Regions from separate parts of the Pan troglodytes genome. Here region 1 is linked to region 2. The links are chromatin contacts, called in public Hi-C maps. All regions are on one chromosome and are shown on one strand. Each heading gives the region's core, a stretch centred on a gene start, on an enhancer-like site or on the middle of the called end of the contact. The rest is flanking DNA. Distances are from core to core; before and after follow the strand shown.

Region 1 (7,805 bases), core at 4,566-7,065, 180 kb before region 2:
TCATGCCATTGCACTCCAGCCTGGGTGACAGAGCGAGACTCTGTCTCAAAAAAACAAAAACAACAACAACAAAAAAGAAAAGTAAGGATCTAGGCAAGTGGCTTATACCCCAGGCGGTATAAGTGGTGCTCATGGTCCTGCTCTAAAGGCAGTTGAATTCAGCTCATTTTATTTCTGACCTCATAAAACTGTGTGGCTGAGGGAGGAGGGAGGATTAAAATCATCTGGGATCTTGTGGATTAATGATATTTCTGAATTTGCATGTTGAAGGGAAACCAGTAAAATAAAGGAGAACTAACGAATAGTTGATTTCTTTTGTGGAGAGAGGAGGACAAGAACAGCTGGATTCCAGTTACTGGCGTGCGTTGCCACAAGGGTGCTGTGGGCATTTTTAAGGAATAATATAGTCTCAGTAACATGAGTTTGACCCCAGGGCTCTCTTAATAAATCTTTTCTTCTGGGCTAAAGAAAACACACAACAAAAAGCCTCTGTGATATTTTCTAAGAATTTTAAGTTCTCAGAGTAGCTGCTTGTAGTAATTTGGTTTACTGAAGAAACAGATGATTCTTGGTCTTTCATCATGGAAGACGATGAGCTGGCATGGGGTAGCATATGCTGAGCTGTTGGGGTTGGGTTTAGCAACATAAACATTTCTTTTTATATGTTTGATAGAGCAGGAAGGGGACAAAGAACCCGTGTGCCTAAATAACAGTGATAACTCTGAGCTCAAAGAACGAGGGTTTTGTTTGTTTGTTTGTTTTTTTGAGACAGCATCTTGCTCTCTCACTCAGGCTGGAGTGCTGTGGCTCAATCTCAGCTCACTGCAGCCTCTGCCTCTCGGGTCCAAGTGATCCTCCTGCCCCAGCCTCCCAGTTAGCTGGAATTACAGGCGTGCACCACCATGCCCAGCTACTTTTAATTTTATTTTAGTAGAGACAGGGTTTCACCATGTTGACCAGGCTGGTCTTGAACTCCTAGCCTCAAGTGATCCGCCCACCTTGGCCTCCCAAAGTGCTGGGATGACAGGCGTGAGGCACCACACCTGGCTGCGAACGAGGTTTTTTTTAATGCCATAAGCAGCCCTGGTTTCTTTCATACATGCGGCAGCTTCTTATTGAGGACTTACTATTTGCCAGGCACTGTGTTAAAGCTCCAGAAATATATTGATAATTAAAAGAGACATAATCATCTCCCTCTACCCATACCCCTAACCCTTACCACTTCACTTACAGTCCAGAGGCAGACATGTAAAGAAATATAGCTTGCCAATTGTGATCAGTGCTCTGATGAAACCACAAGTCCAGTGACTTGGATGGATTTCATTAGAGTAGCCTGGAAAGGCCTCTCTGAGGTTTGGGGGTTGGGGGAGACAGCACATGAAGTAGAGGAGAGCCTGTGCAGAAGGACTTTGGTTTTGGAGAACTCAAAGAGGCACAGGTGGTCAAGGATGAAGGAGGGAGGGCAGCATGAGATGATTGTGCAGGACTCTCTGGGCTTTGAAAAGGTTTACATTTCATTTGAAGTGTAGTGGGAAGCCATTGAAAGTTTGGAGTGGGACTGGGCACGGTGGCTCACACCTGTAATCCTAGCACTTCGGGAGGCCGAAGCGGGTGGATAGCCTGAGGTCAGGAGTTCCAGACCAGCCTGGCCAACATGGTGAAACACTGTCTTTACTAAAAATACAAAAATTAGGCTGCGTGGTGGCGGATGCCTGTGATCCCAGCTACTTGGGAGGCTGAGGCAGGAGAATCACTTGAGCCCAGGAGGTGAAGGTTGCAGTGAGTGGAGATCGTGCCACTGCACTCCAGCCTGGGTGACAAAGCGAGCCTTCATCTCAAAAACAACAACAACAAAACAAACAAACAAAAGAAAGTTTGGAGTGGGAAGCGACAGCCCCTAATTCACGTTTTAAGAAGATTGCATTGGTGGAGAAGAGAGCAGAGAAAGGCAGAGCACAGTAAAGAGGCAGGTGGAGGAGGAGGCGAAGGAGGTGCATGGAGAGGAGTGGGTGGGTGTGAGATGCTCATTAGGAGTAGAATGGGCAGGGCTGCTGTGGGGTGGGGAGAAGCATCTAGAACTCCGAGGTTTCTGGCTTGTGCAGTTGAGTAGATGGTGGTGCTGTTTCCTGAGATGAAGAAAGATTGGGAGAGGGAGGCGGGCAGAATCAAGATATTTTAGTTGGGGCACCACTAAGTTTGAGGTGCCTGTTAGACTCAAAGTGGAGGTGTCAAGTAGGGTAATCTGATCTACCACCTAGCACGAGATAAAAATGTGGGAGCCATCGGCATGGAGAGAGCATTTAAATGCAGGAGAGTGGACAGAATGCCCTAAGGAGCCCGTGGAGACAGAAGAACAGGCAGTGTGAAGGAAGTGTGTGCTGTGTGTGTGTGTGTGTGTGTGTGTGTGTCTGTGTGTGTAGTGTTTCCTGAGGCTGATAAGGCCAGAAAAATCACCATTGGATTTGTTTCATCGTTTTTTGTTTTTTTTTTTTTGAGATGGAGTCTTGCTCTGTTGTCCAGGCTGGAGTGCAGTGGCGTGATCTCGGCTCATGCAACCTCTGCCTCCCATGTTCAAGTGATTCTCTTGCCTTAGCCTCCCGAGTAGCTGGGACTACAGGCATGTGTCACCACGCCTGGCTGGTTTTTATATTTTTAGTAGAGATGGGGTTTCACCATGTTGGCCAGGCTGGTCTCAAACTCCTGACCTCAGGTGATCCACCTGCCTTGGCCTCCCCAACTGCTGGATTACAGATGTGACCTACTGCGCCAGGCCCTGAATTTGGCAAAATGGAATCTGTCTGTGACTTGTGAAGAACAGTTTCAGTGGAGTGAAGGATTGGCTGGGACCACGACTGGAGAGAGTTGGGAGGGGATCGTGAGGGAGGAGCTGCGGACAGCCTGTGTAGTCAACTCTTTGGCAAAATTTGATGATGAAAGGCGAGGAGCAGAGAAACGGAGTGGGAGCTGGAAGGATGTGCACAAGGGAAAGAGGTTTTTTGGAAGGGTTGGTAATTTGTGTGCTGATGGGAAAGATCAGTGGAGAGGGAGTGACTGATCAAGAGAAACAAGTTGGGTCAGTTGAGCAAAAAGCCCTTGAGAAGGTCTGAGGGGAAGATCTGGCCTTTGTAAGGGGGTGGGGGATACTTCAGGGACTTGCTCCATCATGACAGGGAAGAAAAACTGATAAGGGGGCAGATGCTAAGGAGTGGGCAGGCAGGGGACTCTGTGGAGGACCGAGATGCTCTGCCTCCCCAGGCTGAGGCTACCCTGTCCCTGGGAAGGAGTTTGGGCTTAGGACTTGATACCAGCCAGAGACTCAAGGGTTAAGACTGCATCAGAAATGGTACTGCATTTTTCTGAACATTTGACTGCGTTACTGAGCGGCACAGAGGAAAGAGTGAATTCTTTAGCTTGGAGAAAAGAGTCTTCAGTTAAAGTAATTTGGGCCTCACATTAAATTTATTTGAAAACTATGATTAGAAAAAGACTTCTGTGATTTTCAGCCCTGTTCAGAGTTGGTGGGTACTGTCATAGGTTTTGAGCAAGAAGCTCAAAAGAAAAAAAAAAAGCAAAAAAAAAAAAAAAAAAAAAAGCAAAGGCTGCCTGTTGTTTAGGTTGTCTTTCACAAAAAATATCCCATGGACTACCAGCCTCGGTGGTTCCCAGCCATGGGGTCTGCATGGGAGGTGGGTGGAAAAGGAGAGAGTCAGAGCTGGATTGAGATCCAGCTCTACACCAAGGCTCTGGACTAGTCGACCTCTGAGCCTCTCTGCATCTGTAAAAAGAGGGCTGGTACCATCTTCACCTCTCCTCTTCAAGTTGTGAGAGGGAATCAGATCATGTATGGAAAGTGCGATGTCAACGGTAAGAGGCATAGAACAGAGGCAGCAGCGAGGCGACTTGATCTTCAGCCAGGTCTTCTTTTCAGATATAAAATCTGACAGCCAGCGAAACATTTCCCTTGTCCACTCCCACTGTTGTTCCCTACGTGTAGCTGCCTTCTATTTGGGGTTTTCAAGTTCTCTGTGATCCTTTAGCAAAACTGCTCTTCTTGTTGAAAGGCTGGCCTCAGAAATGCTGGCTGGGCAGTGCCAGTCAATACAGGTTCAAATTCTGATTCCATATTCAGAATCTGGGACCTGCCCACCCAAAGGGCCAAATAAACTTGGTTTGCTCCACAAAGAATCCTGTGAACTGGGTGCAGGAGAACCTTGAACCTACCCCAAGAAACCCGACTGAGGTTCTAGGGTCTTAGCCGTCTTCATTTGCATTCAGTGTTTGTTTTGCAAATAAGGATTGTGCTATGAAGCTGAATCTACCTAAAAGCAGTCATTAGCCCTTAGTCTTACTGTGTATGCTGGAAAGTCAATTCTCATTTTAAAAAGATATCCAGCGCTTTTCACTAATCGGGCTCCTGGCCTCTGCCTAAGAAGGTGAAGCTTTATTTATTTATTTAAAAATGATCTTTATTATGAAAAAACTTTAAACATACACAAAAGCAGAGAGGCTAGTATAATGAACTCTCTTGTACTCATCACCTAGATTTAGCAATTATTGAGATTTTGCCACACCTGTGGATAATGGGGCTTCTTCTGTATTTGTATAATAAATATGTGTCGTTGATTTTGAAAAACAGTGGAACTGATACCGATTTGGTTTCATAGAGAGAAGGAAGAAATCAACGAAAAATCAGAGAGAGAGGAAATGGAGGCCATCACTGAAATAACTCGCATTTTGTAGTTCCAAAGCCTCTTTGACGTATCTTATTTGTGTTCTGCAACAACCAGAGAAGGTAGATGTCCTCATTTTATAGCTGAGGAAACTGAGGCTCGAGAAGTAAAATTGGAAAATATAAATAAATGATCAACTAAGAGTCACCTGTTCAGCCAGCATCCAAAGCCCTGATTTAATGCCACAATTTGAATGGTTTCCAAATTTTGTGCACTCTGAAATAGATAATACTATACAGCATTAAATAAAAGAATGTGGTACAGAATATATGTAAAAGATCATGGAAACCAGGAAGATCATCTGGGTGTTTTGGGCTTACAACTCCAATGAACTTAGTTGGAAATACTCAGATGATTTAAGCATGTTTTTGGCATGACATTTTTGAAAACTTAAATTGTCTGCCTCCATTATTCTGGAGCACAAAGCTTTAAGGCTGCCTTATAATGAAGGCCAAGACTTGACTTTAACAAATTGGGCAGCTATTTGCCATCTGTGTCCTACTGTCAGCTCTGTCCCTTCTGTGGGGCCCCTCAGCAGAGGGACCTGGGTGGTCTAGTGGTCATTTCTAGATGGTGTGGCCTCTAGCCCCTGGGCTCTGACTTTGGAGATAACAGGGCCCTGGACAGCTTGGTCCCTCAGAAAGAATCCTTCCTGAGGGCCTCTAGGGGTCTTTGTCATTACAGAGGCTGCTCCTAGGGCCTCCCTTGGTCTTTGGGAAACTGCCCCCAATCTAACTCCTTTGAAAGATTTTTTTTCTTTTTAAAGGAAAAGAAAAAAAGCTGGAGTTGATGCCCAAGGAGTTTTAATAGGAGTGTCGTTTGAGTTCCCTCTGTTGTCATTACAATAGGAGATACCAAGCTCCCTTAAATTCAACTGAAGGACACCAGTAATGAGGCTGATTCTGAAGTATTGGGGCTTGAGTTCGCTTTTCTTTGTTAATTGGGTGAATACATGCGAGCTGAGGGGTTTTCAGGGGGAGCCACAGTAAGTAAGGACATTTAGGGGCCTCTTTCCTTTTGAAGAGTCTGAGCTTCTTTAGAAGGCAGTATGGAATTCAAACCTCGCAAACGCTCATTCCTTAAGTCTTTCTTGATGGCTCTGTGTGCCTGGGCCTGGCCAGGGCAGTGGGTGGGCTGGAAGGGCTGTTCCTGGGCTCCTGCTGCCCTTGGTTTATAAGGCTGCTGCTGTCATACTTGCAGTGGGACGTGTCTTTCACCCCTCTGGACTGGGAGCTTGGGGAAGGCAGAACTGGGTCATCACTCATTTCTGTACCCCCCGGCCTCTAGCACAGAGCCTGACACTAGTTAGTGCTGTAAAAATGCTTACTTAAGAATCAGCTGGGTTTTTCTTTCTTTTTTTTTTTTTTAAAACCCCTGGTTTTCTCGCCATTGGTTCTTAATGGAAGGAGAAATCCAGGCTTCTCTGCTACCAGGCCCAGTCCTTGCAGCCACTGAAGAAGACCAGACCTGAGAAATATTTTCTTCCCCCTTGCCTTGCCTTGGCCTTGCAGCCTTTAGCTGGGGTGGTTTAACTGAGCTCTCGAATGCAAATGCTGTCCCATCCCCCATTCCTTTTAATAAGTGACATTTTGTTAAATCAGTTATTCAAGGCCTTATCTATATTTCTGTCTGTGCTGGCTTAGTCAAAATAGGAAAGAGACTGAATATTAGATTTCTTCACCCACCCCCTCCTCCTTCCCCTTTGAGCAACTCTACGTAAGATTTCTGATAGAGGCGGGGTGATGTGTCCTTGAAGAAGTAAATGCTGCGTGCAGAAAAAATGTAGAGGGCTTTGACTTGTAGCAAATGCTGTTTTTCAGCAGCTGTGATTTTTCCATTTTTCTTTTTCTTTCTGTTTTGATTAGTGGAACTCATTGTGCTCCAGGGTTGGGATTGCACTGGGGGAGGGTGCAGAGGGAACAGCATTTACTGGGAGAGCTCGAGTTGGGGAGGGGAAAGGAGAGAAGGGATTTATTGAAAATATATGTCTACTTCTGCTGTGATAAAGCGGCAGGCATGTAAAAATGCAACCGGGAAATCATTATTGTGGTAATGTAGGCAGAGCTCGGCTTTCTCATTAACAGAGCTTAGCGCACGTGGAGGAGGGGGCAGCCGGGCTACTTTGAGAGTTGGGGTATTCAATAATAGCAGAAACTCAGGGGATTGTCTCCATCCCCGCTTCTCACCCCCTCCAGCTGCCTTCTTTCTTTCTCCAATCAGTTTGTAACCTTTTAAAAGCTGCTTGTTGGATTTTGTGGGCTCCTTCCTCACCCCTGCCACCCCAAAATGCTGTAAGAACTGTTTAATTTTTTAAAGTTAGAGGGAATTAAAATACATTTTCTCTTGGGAATTTGAGGAGAATTTTGGCAACATATTGTGAGTCAGAGATTGGATATCTTTGACCTCCCAGAGCACACCAAGAAGAGCCTATTTAGGGGCTCAGGAATTTGCATAGGCCATGGGGTATCAGCATTAGGGCTCCAGATCGCTTTAGTAGTAGTAACTGCTATTTATAGAAAGCTTACTATATGCCTGGCCTTGTGTGGATATTTTAGCCATTTCATTCTCCTACAATTGTAGGAAGCAGATGTGATGTCCACTTCACACTTGAGGAAACTGAGGCTCGGGGGGTTTCAGCAACTTGTTTAAGGACAGGTGCTGCGTGGCGGAGCTGGTATCCAAACTCAGGACCCGCTCCAAAGACTGGCTCCTGATCCTTAGACTATGCTGCCTTTAGAAATTGCCTAGTCACTGTATACTTGCTATGTACAGACCTCTAGACTCTAAGAACCTCAGCAAAATATCTAGAGCTGCAAATGAGGCCTGCCGTTGACAGCTATGGGTAGAGTGCTCAGGATGTTTAAGAGAATCTTTCCTGAGTTCCTGGAGTGAGGTGTTATTCTAAGGAAGGTCAAGGGTCTCATAGCCTTGTTAGAAGAGATGAGTGCCCTGCCCCCATCCCTGCCAGGCCACGGTGGGTGGCTTTGCTGACAGCTTGTTCATCAAGCATTTATTGAGTGACTGCCATGTATTAGGATTGTCCCAATGGCTGGAAATGCCAGGACAAATAAGAGG
Region 2 (7,571 bases), core at 219-2,718:
CTCACTCACTGTTCTCCTTTCTCCAATTTTAAGTGCTTCACTCAAACAGCTTAATTTGCCTCTGGGAAGGGTTTCCCTCTCTCTGTCTCTCTCTCTCTCTCTCTCTCTGTGTCTGTCTCTCGGCCCCTAGGGAATTTGTGACCTGTGTGGTTGGCAATATCAGACCTACCCCCTCCCCACAAAGTGGCATGTTGGGTCATATTTGTCCTTAGGAATAGGTAGCTGCTGAGAATCCAGGAGGCATAAGGGTAGGCTGGGCCAGGATAGAGGGAGAGAAGATAATGAATACAACTAGAAAAGTACAGAAAAAAACCTTTATGGTTATCTGTGTAATATCAAGTCCTCAAAAGAAGAGAAACTGATGGAGAACTTGGAGGAAGATTCTCATAAGCCGTCAGGACTTGGGGGTCAGCAACAGGCAGAGAGATGAAATGACACATCCAAGCTCCCTCTTTGCCCAGGGAAGTTCGTGCTTTGGCAGGAGAAACAGTGTTTCCTTGGGGAAATAGTTCCCTTGGGGAACTCTCAATTAAGAGTTCATAGTCACATGGGGGTCAGAGTCCCAGGCACACACCCCCACCCCTTCAAGATGGTAAGAGAAAGACAGGGGCAGACAAGAAATTGATGCTTTAAGTGTGACTGGATGAGAATACACCTGGGTAGCCAAAGTCATTATGGACTGGGGAGGGGCAAGGGAGTTTGCTCAGGAGATCACCATTAGAGTTCTGAGCAGGATTTTGAAGGAAGGGATGAACTTGGCTTAATGGAAGGGTGAGAGAGACCTCGTTGGTGGGGGCGGTAGGCTGAAGTGGAAGCATGTAGGTGGGACTGAATACATGGGAACAAGGCCCTGGCACTTAATGTAAAGAAATTAAAACATCCAGGAAGGAGCCCCGAGTGCCCATCTCAGTTTGGCTCCTAGCCAGCTGGGATGAAGACAGCTGAGACCTGCCCCCCACTCACAGCCTCAGTTTCCTCCCCTGACCTTGATAGGGTTGGACTCATCAGTGGTTCTCATCCTTCTCTGTGGGCAGCTTTTTAAAGTTTTCAGTGCTTGGCCTCACCCCCAAAGTGTCCAAATAGCTTGGTGGGGTGGAACACTGTAAGTGCTTCCTCTCAAGTGACAACCATATATGACATCCTGGGTGGCTTCTCTTGCCCAGTGGCTCAGAGCCTTGCCTGGAGGATCGGAAAATCCAGGTTTAGAGCTGGAGTAACAGGACAAGAAGCTGGAGGAGAGGGAGCCCAAAAGGGACCTCTGGCCCTGTGATCAGAGGTCTGGATTGCAGTGCCGCGTTGAGATCATATAAGGTCTGCATGTTCTTGGATGATCTTATCTGTTACCCGGGAACAGAGTGTATCTTCAGGGCTGCTCCCCTTGTGGGGGGCACAGGCCTCCTTCCCCCATTCTCCTCTGCCCCTCTCTGGCCTCAGCCTCAGGCGCTGAGGAGCCCTCTGGTGGAGAAAAGAGGCGGTTGAGCGCGCTGGCCTAAGGAGGGTCCCCTGGGGGTGAGGCGCGGGGGTAGGGGAGGGGTGGGGGCGGGGGTAGTTAGGAACCTCACTCTGGAGCCGGGAGCCTGGGACCCTCTGCCCCCTCCTCCTTTCCCCACTCTCTGCCTCCCTAGACTCCTCTCCTAGAGGCCAGGATGGCACCACGGAAGGCAGAGAAGCTGAGGGAGAAACAGAAGGGGGCAGAGCCTGAAGCTCTGGAGGGAGAGGAGCCCAGAGCAGAGGAGCCCATGGGGCAGGTCACATGGCCTGGAGGCAGATGGTCACATGACTGTAGCCAGCCCTTCCCATCACCCCCTGCTGCTTCCTACCCAGGCGCCACCCTGGGCTCAGGAGTCTCCAGGACCTGCAGCTGTGACTGGCCCCTGGCCTGCAGGGCCTGAGAGGGCACCCCAGACTGCCCAGAACCTTCCCTCAGGTATCCCCGTGGCCCCTCCCAACCACACTGCCTCTGCAGCCACACCCAGCTCTCGACTTTTCTGGGCTGATGCTACCACACAACCCGAGTCTGTTTCTGTTTGGCTTTGGCATGCCCTGCTCATCTGTTTACGTGCCTATGTTTACTTATTAGTATATATGTATCCATGTGGCAGATCCTCCTTCCAGACTATGCTTGGTTCCGCTGCCATTAAAATAAACTAACTCTCCTGACAGGAAGCCAACCTCAGAGAAGGGTTTGCTACAAATAAGCTACGAGTTCTGGGAGCAATAGTGAGGGGTGGTGACGGGGGAGGTTAACCAGATCCGTTTTTAGGTGAGCACATGGAAGGGCCCTTAGAGGTCATCGAAGGCTCTCTCCCCTGCTGAAAGTGACCCAGGAGAGCCCGGTGTGGGTCGCTGGCCTTAGGAACCTTGGCTAGGCTTGAACCCCCACTTCCTGCCTCACAGGTCTCGGTCCCATGCTTCCCTGAAGAGATTATTCTGTCCCCTTCTCAGAACATGTGGTATCTGTTCCTGATGTCCGTCCCTGGGGAGCAGTGGGGGAATTAAAGAGCCCACTCAGCTGGATTCCACTCAAACAGATGGGAATGTAGTGATAAGCAATAAAGAATTTGAATTTATTACTTCTTGCCCACCCACTATTCCTACCACCCCCAGCTCTTTCAGAAATTAGGGATTTCTTCCAAAACCTTAGTTTTCTCCCTAGTCTAGCAACCAGAACTCGCTTTGCCTAAAATGGATGTGGTCAGAATGTGGGGGCGTTGGGGGTGGGGGGGTCAAGCAGAAGGGCTCTCTGCTTAGACAGTAGAAGGCCCCCTTCCCTGAACCTGTGGAAATGGCCTGCGGGGGAAGCTGAAGTATTCGAATCAGATCGTTGTTCCGGTTTTAGGAAATCCCCAGGAAGCATCAGCCGAGTGTGCCCAAAGCCGAGGAGCCCCTCAAGACCGTGCAGGAGAAGAAAAAGTTCCGGCACCGGCCGGAACCTCTCTTCATCCCGCCGCCGCCCTCCTACAACCCGAACCCCGCCGCCTCCTACTCGGGCGCCACCCTGTACCAGAGCCAGCTGCGCTCCCCGCGCGTCCTCGGGGACCACCTGCTCCTGGACCCCACCCACGAGCTGCCCCCTTACACGCCCCCACCCATGCTGAGCCCGGTGCGCCAGGGCTCGGGGCTCTTCAGCAATGTCCTCATCTCCGGCCACGGCCCTGGCGCCCACCCGCAGCTGCCCCTGACGCCCCTGACGCCCACACCACGGGTGCTGCTGTGTCGCTCCAGTGAGTCACCCCTTTAGCGTCCTCCTGGGCTCTGGGTGCTGGGTAAAGTCCTGGGACATCTCGTTTTCTTTAGCTTTCTCATTTATCCCACAGACTTTTGCGGAGTATTGGCTGTATGTAGCACACGCTGCTGGGTGTTAAGAAAGACTTGGAATACATAGCCCTTATCCTCAAGGGAATCGCAGTCTAATTGGGAGACAGATGCATAAAGTGATCACTACAGTCTCTGGGATAAGGAAACAGTTGAAATGTTCACCCACTTTTTAAGACTGCCAGCAATGATCGTGCAAGAGAGAAAAAATGAGACCGGGCGCGGTGGCTCACACCTGTAATCCCAGCGTTTTCGGAGGTCGAGGCGGGTGGATCACTTGAGGCCGGGAGTTGGACACCAGCCTGGCCAACATGGTGAAACCCCGTCTCTACTAAAAATACAAAAATTAGCCGGGCATGGTGGCACGCACCTGTAATCCCAGCTACTCGGGAAGCTGAGGCAGGAGAATCGCTTAAACCTGGGAGGCAGAGGTTGCAGTGAGCCAAGATCGTGCCACTGCACTCTAGCCTGGGGGATGAGAGCGAAACTCGGTCTCAAAAAAAAAAAAATAGCGGGATGTGGTAGCAGGCACCTGTAGTTCCAGCTACTCAGGAGACTGAGGCAGGAGAATCTCTTGAACCCGGGAAGCGGAGGCTGCAGTGAGCCGACATCGCGCCACGGCACTCCCGCCTGGGCGAAGGAGCGAGACTCCGTCTCAAAAAAAAGAAAATGTACTCAGTAGATGTACAAATAAGATTAGGTATTACATGCAAGATCAAGCCTTGACATGTTAGCATGCTTTATAAAAATCAAGCATAGAGAGGCTAGGATCTCTTTCTGGAGCAAGAATAATTGCATAGAAATCATACCGCTTAGCAGACCATTGTGGGACAGCTGGCTTCTCCTCACCCTGTGTGAGAAATGGGTAACCCTAAGTTATTTTGCACCATACTCCACCCAGCTCCCTGGAAACTGTCAAGGATAACTCTGGCAGGAGCTGGGTAGGAGAGGAGCTCTATTATGGCTGGTTAGGTAACTGCTCATTTGCTTTAGTCTTTTTCAACATTCCTTCCCTGTTGACTAGTGACCTCTGATTTTTGTGTTTTAGACAGCATCGATGGCAGCAACGTGACGGTCACCCCAGGGCCTGGAGAGCAGACTGTAGATGTTGAACCGTAAGGAAAAGTCAATTACTCTTTAGAACAGAAGCCTCAGCTTCTTGAGAAGTATAGTTAATACTTTTGTAGTCAGAGGATTACACTGAGAGAGCAGTTGTAGAAATTGTAGGATCGTGGTTATTTCTTGAGTACTGTTGTTTCCCTGCACAATGGTTGCCAGTATTTCAAGGCCTTTGCCAAAGACTAAATACATGGTCAAAGCATGAAGCCCTGTATTCAGAGAGCCTAGCGTCCCTGCGTCTGGCTCCACAGGCAGTGCTTTCTCATCCCCAGTGACACAGGCATCTCCCTCCGGGTGGCTCATTCTTTAAGAGGCTCCTTCTGAATGTCTTCACTTCCCCCCTCCCCAGTTCTTGACCAGTCCTCCAAATGGACTTGTTAAGTACTTTAATTTTGCATAGGCAGTGGGTGGTATTAGGAGAGGCAAAGGTGGTTATTTTCATGGATAGGCACAGAAAAGAGGCCAGGTGGTAGAGTGGTGAGTAGATTGAGTCAGGAATCAAAAAACCTAAGTTCCAACACCATTTTGTAATTTGATCTTGATCCAGTTAACCTTTATAGGGTTTAGTTGACTTGTCAAATGGGAGTAATTATTCCAGCCTTGCTTACATCACAGATCTCTGTGAGGTTCGGATGGGATAATATCTGTGAAAGTGATCTGAAAGAGATAAAAAAAAGAATGCTTTGTATTTGTCCCCTTTTTTGTGTTGTTAAATGGCACCATTGGCCATGCTCTGGGAAACTGCTATGTTGGAAATAATCACCCTCCCTCTCCCAGTTACAGGGAGCTGTAAAAGCCCCAGGCCGACTGCCCCCTTGCTCCTAAAATATTTCTCCCTAATCTTAAAGCTGTTCCTTATCCCAGTGAAAAGGCCACGTGTGGAATCTTAGGGTCACACTGTGAGGAAATGCCCCTGCATTCTTGCAGAAAGAACTAGTTTCCTTCTTTTTCAAGTTCCTGACAGTTGCCCTTGGCCTGAGCCATCAAATTGAAGACCACATTGTTGTTTTTCTTCTTGTCATTTAAAGACGCATCAACATTGGCTTGAGATTCCAAGCAGAAATCCCTGAACTCCAAGATATCTCTGCCCTGGCCCAGGACACACACAAGGCCACACTGGTATGGAAGCCCTGGCCAGAACTAGAAAACCATGACCTCCAGCAAAGAGGTATTGGCATATGGGAAGAGCTGGGTGGGAAAGGTTTGATTCTCTCACTGAGATCACTGGCTCTGGGATTGGTGTGTTTTCCATTACACTCAGCTCTCTCTGATGCATTGGCTTCTCCTTATTCCCAACAGTGGAGAATCTTCTGAATTTGTGCTGTTCCAGTGCATTGCCAGGTGGAGGGACCAATTCTGAATTTGCTTTGCACTCTCTGTTTGAGGCCAAAGGTGATGTGATGGTAAGGAACCATGAAAAAGAGGCTTTACAAATTCCTGAAGAGTATTTTCCCAAGTTTCAATATTGTCTCATGTACCATACAACCAATTTGTAATGACCAATCGGCGCATGATGACCAATCAGCACGCCTCCCTATTCCTTCTCTCGGTGAGTAGGTCAGGATGTTAAAGTCTGTAGAAAAAAATCTCCAATTGGATTTCTGTTTCCACATCTGTTCCTAAAGTTAGAACTGTGGGTACATCTGTCCTAGGACATTAGAATTTCTTTTCCACATCTTGCATTTCACATCAGAAAACTGAGTCTCCAGTGATGGAGGTAGAAGGCTTTACTGAAGCAGAAGTTGGTCTAAAATAGCCTATCATACTCTGCTGATTCTTCTTCCCTACTATGGAAATCAGCCAAAGTTTGATGTTTATAGAACTCTTTTCTCCTCTAACCAAAATAAAGTGTTTACTGTTCACCAACTGGTTCCATTCTTCCACTTTTAACACAGTTCTGCAGATGTTCCCAAACCCATGCCTTGGTGCTATCTTCCCAAAATCAGAGCTAACAGTTGACCTGCTCAACCTGGACTTCCTTTTTTTTTTTTTTTTTTTTAAGATGGAGTCTCACTCTATCGCCCAGGCTGGAGTGCAGTGGCATGATCTCGGCTCACCGCAACCTCTGCCTCCTGGGTTCAAGCGATTCTCCCTCCTCAGCCTTCCTAGTAGCTGGAATTACTGGTGCATGCCACCATGCCTGGCTAGTTTTTGTATTTTCAGTAGAGATGGGGTTTCATCATGTTGGCCAGGCTGGTCTCGAACTCCTGACCTCAGGTGATCCTCCCACCTTGGCCTCCCAAAGTGCTGGGATTACAGGCATGGGCCACCGCACCCAGCCTCATCCTGGACTTCTGACCAGATCACTCAATCACTAACCTCTGTTTCCCCTTTATATAAATACATGGTAGTATATCTAGCTTCCTGCATTTTGATTTTATGAAAATGTGAAAATAAATGTCCCAATACTATGATACCCTTCAAGTATTTCCTAGAATGCTGGAGAACTGTCCTTAACCCTTTGAGATCAGTGTGGCAGTGTAGCACTTCTCAAACTTTTAATGTGCGTGCACATCACCTGGGGAATCTTGTTAAAAATGCAGATTCTGATTCAGAGGCTTGGGAGTAGGGCCCAGGTTCTGCCTTTTTGACCGGCTCCCAGGTGAGGGACGTACTCCTGTTCTATGGACCACACTTAGAGTAGCAAGATTCTAGGCCCTGCTCTGCCCTGAAACTATCTGCTGTTCAACTCTGCCTGCGGCATCTTTTAAAAAGCCACCAAGGCTGATTTGAAACAGTTTATTTAGCTAGGCTCTGTGGAAGGATGGTGTGTATGGTACAGTTATTACTGATGCAGCTGTTTCTATTCAGCTGTAATGAAACACGATTTTTCTATAAAACAGTTACAGATCACCCACTCATTTCCTAGGAATCTTTGCCCAGAGACTCAGCCTCCAGTCAGAGGAGGCACCACTCATCTCTGGGGCGGGTGGGATTTTACCAAGGAAGAGTCAGGTCTTTCTGTTTTCCTGTGACATGAACAACTGGCTTCAGGCATGGATGGAGAGGGTGTTAGAAGGAGAGTCTTATTTGCTGAACAGACATGAAACCCTAGTTAGGGGAGTCTCCCTCTGGGTTTCCTTCCAGTGCCCCCGCCCCTGACCTCCACAGTGCTAACCGCTTTTCCCCTTTGGGTA

Evidence for each region. A called contact is a pair of places that touch in the nucleus more often than the background predicts.
Region 1: a Hi-C map of induced pluripotent stem cells shows a contact between it and region 2, with 1.7 times the contacts expected there. The contact joins two enhancer-like sites. A contact is called at or near these places in 1 of 7 Hi-C or Micro-C datasets (induced pluripotent stem cells) and 1 of 1 other capture datasets (stem cell-derived neural stem cells).

Annotation. Positions count from the first base shown.
Region 1 is chr5:48,328,876-48,336,680 of NHGRI_mPanTro3-v2.0_pri, reverse strand. All of the region lies in intron 2 of TRERF1 (transcriptional regulating factor 1), which reads left to right. Among named protein-coding and RNA genes, the nearest start is that of TRERF1, 8.4 kb to the left of the region's middle. Within about 2 kb of position 5,815, at least 8 of the 24 cell types and tissues checked have an H3K27ac peak or open chromatin away from gene starts, as enhancers often do. A contact at or near this core is called in induced pluripotent stem cells and stem cell-derived neural stem cells, where this site is marked.
Region 2 is chr5:48,143,643-48,151,213 of NHGRI_mPanTro3-v2.0_pri, reverse strand. TRERF1 (transcriptional regulating factor 1) reads left to right here. Exons shown (of 18, transcript XM_063813036.1): 9 at 2,840-3,224; 10 at 4,364-4,430; 11 at 5,463-5,602; 12 at 5,734-5,837. Among named protein-coding and RNA genes, the nearest start is that of MRPS10, 41 kb to the right of the region's middle. Within about 2 kb of position 1,468, at least 5 of the 24 cell types and tissues checked have an H3K27ac peak or open chromatin away from gene starts, as enhancers often do. A contact at or near this core is called in induced pluripotent stem cells and stem cell-derived neural stem cells, where this site is marked.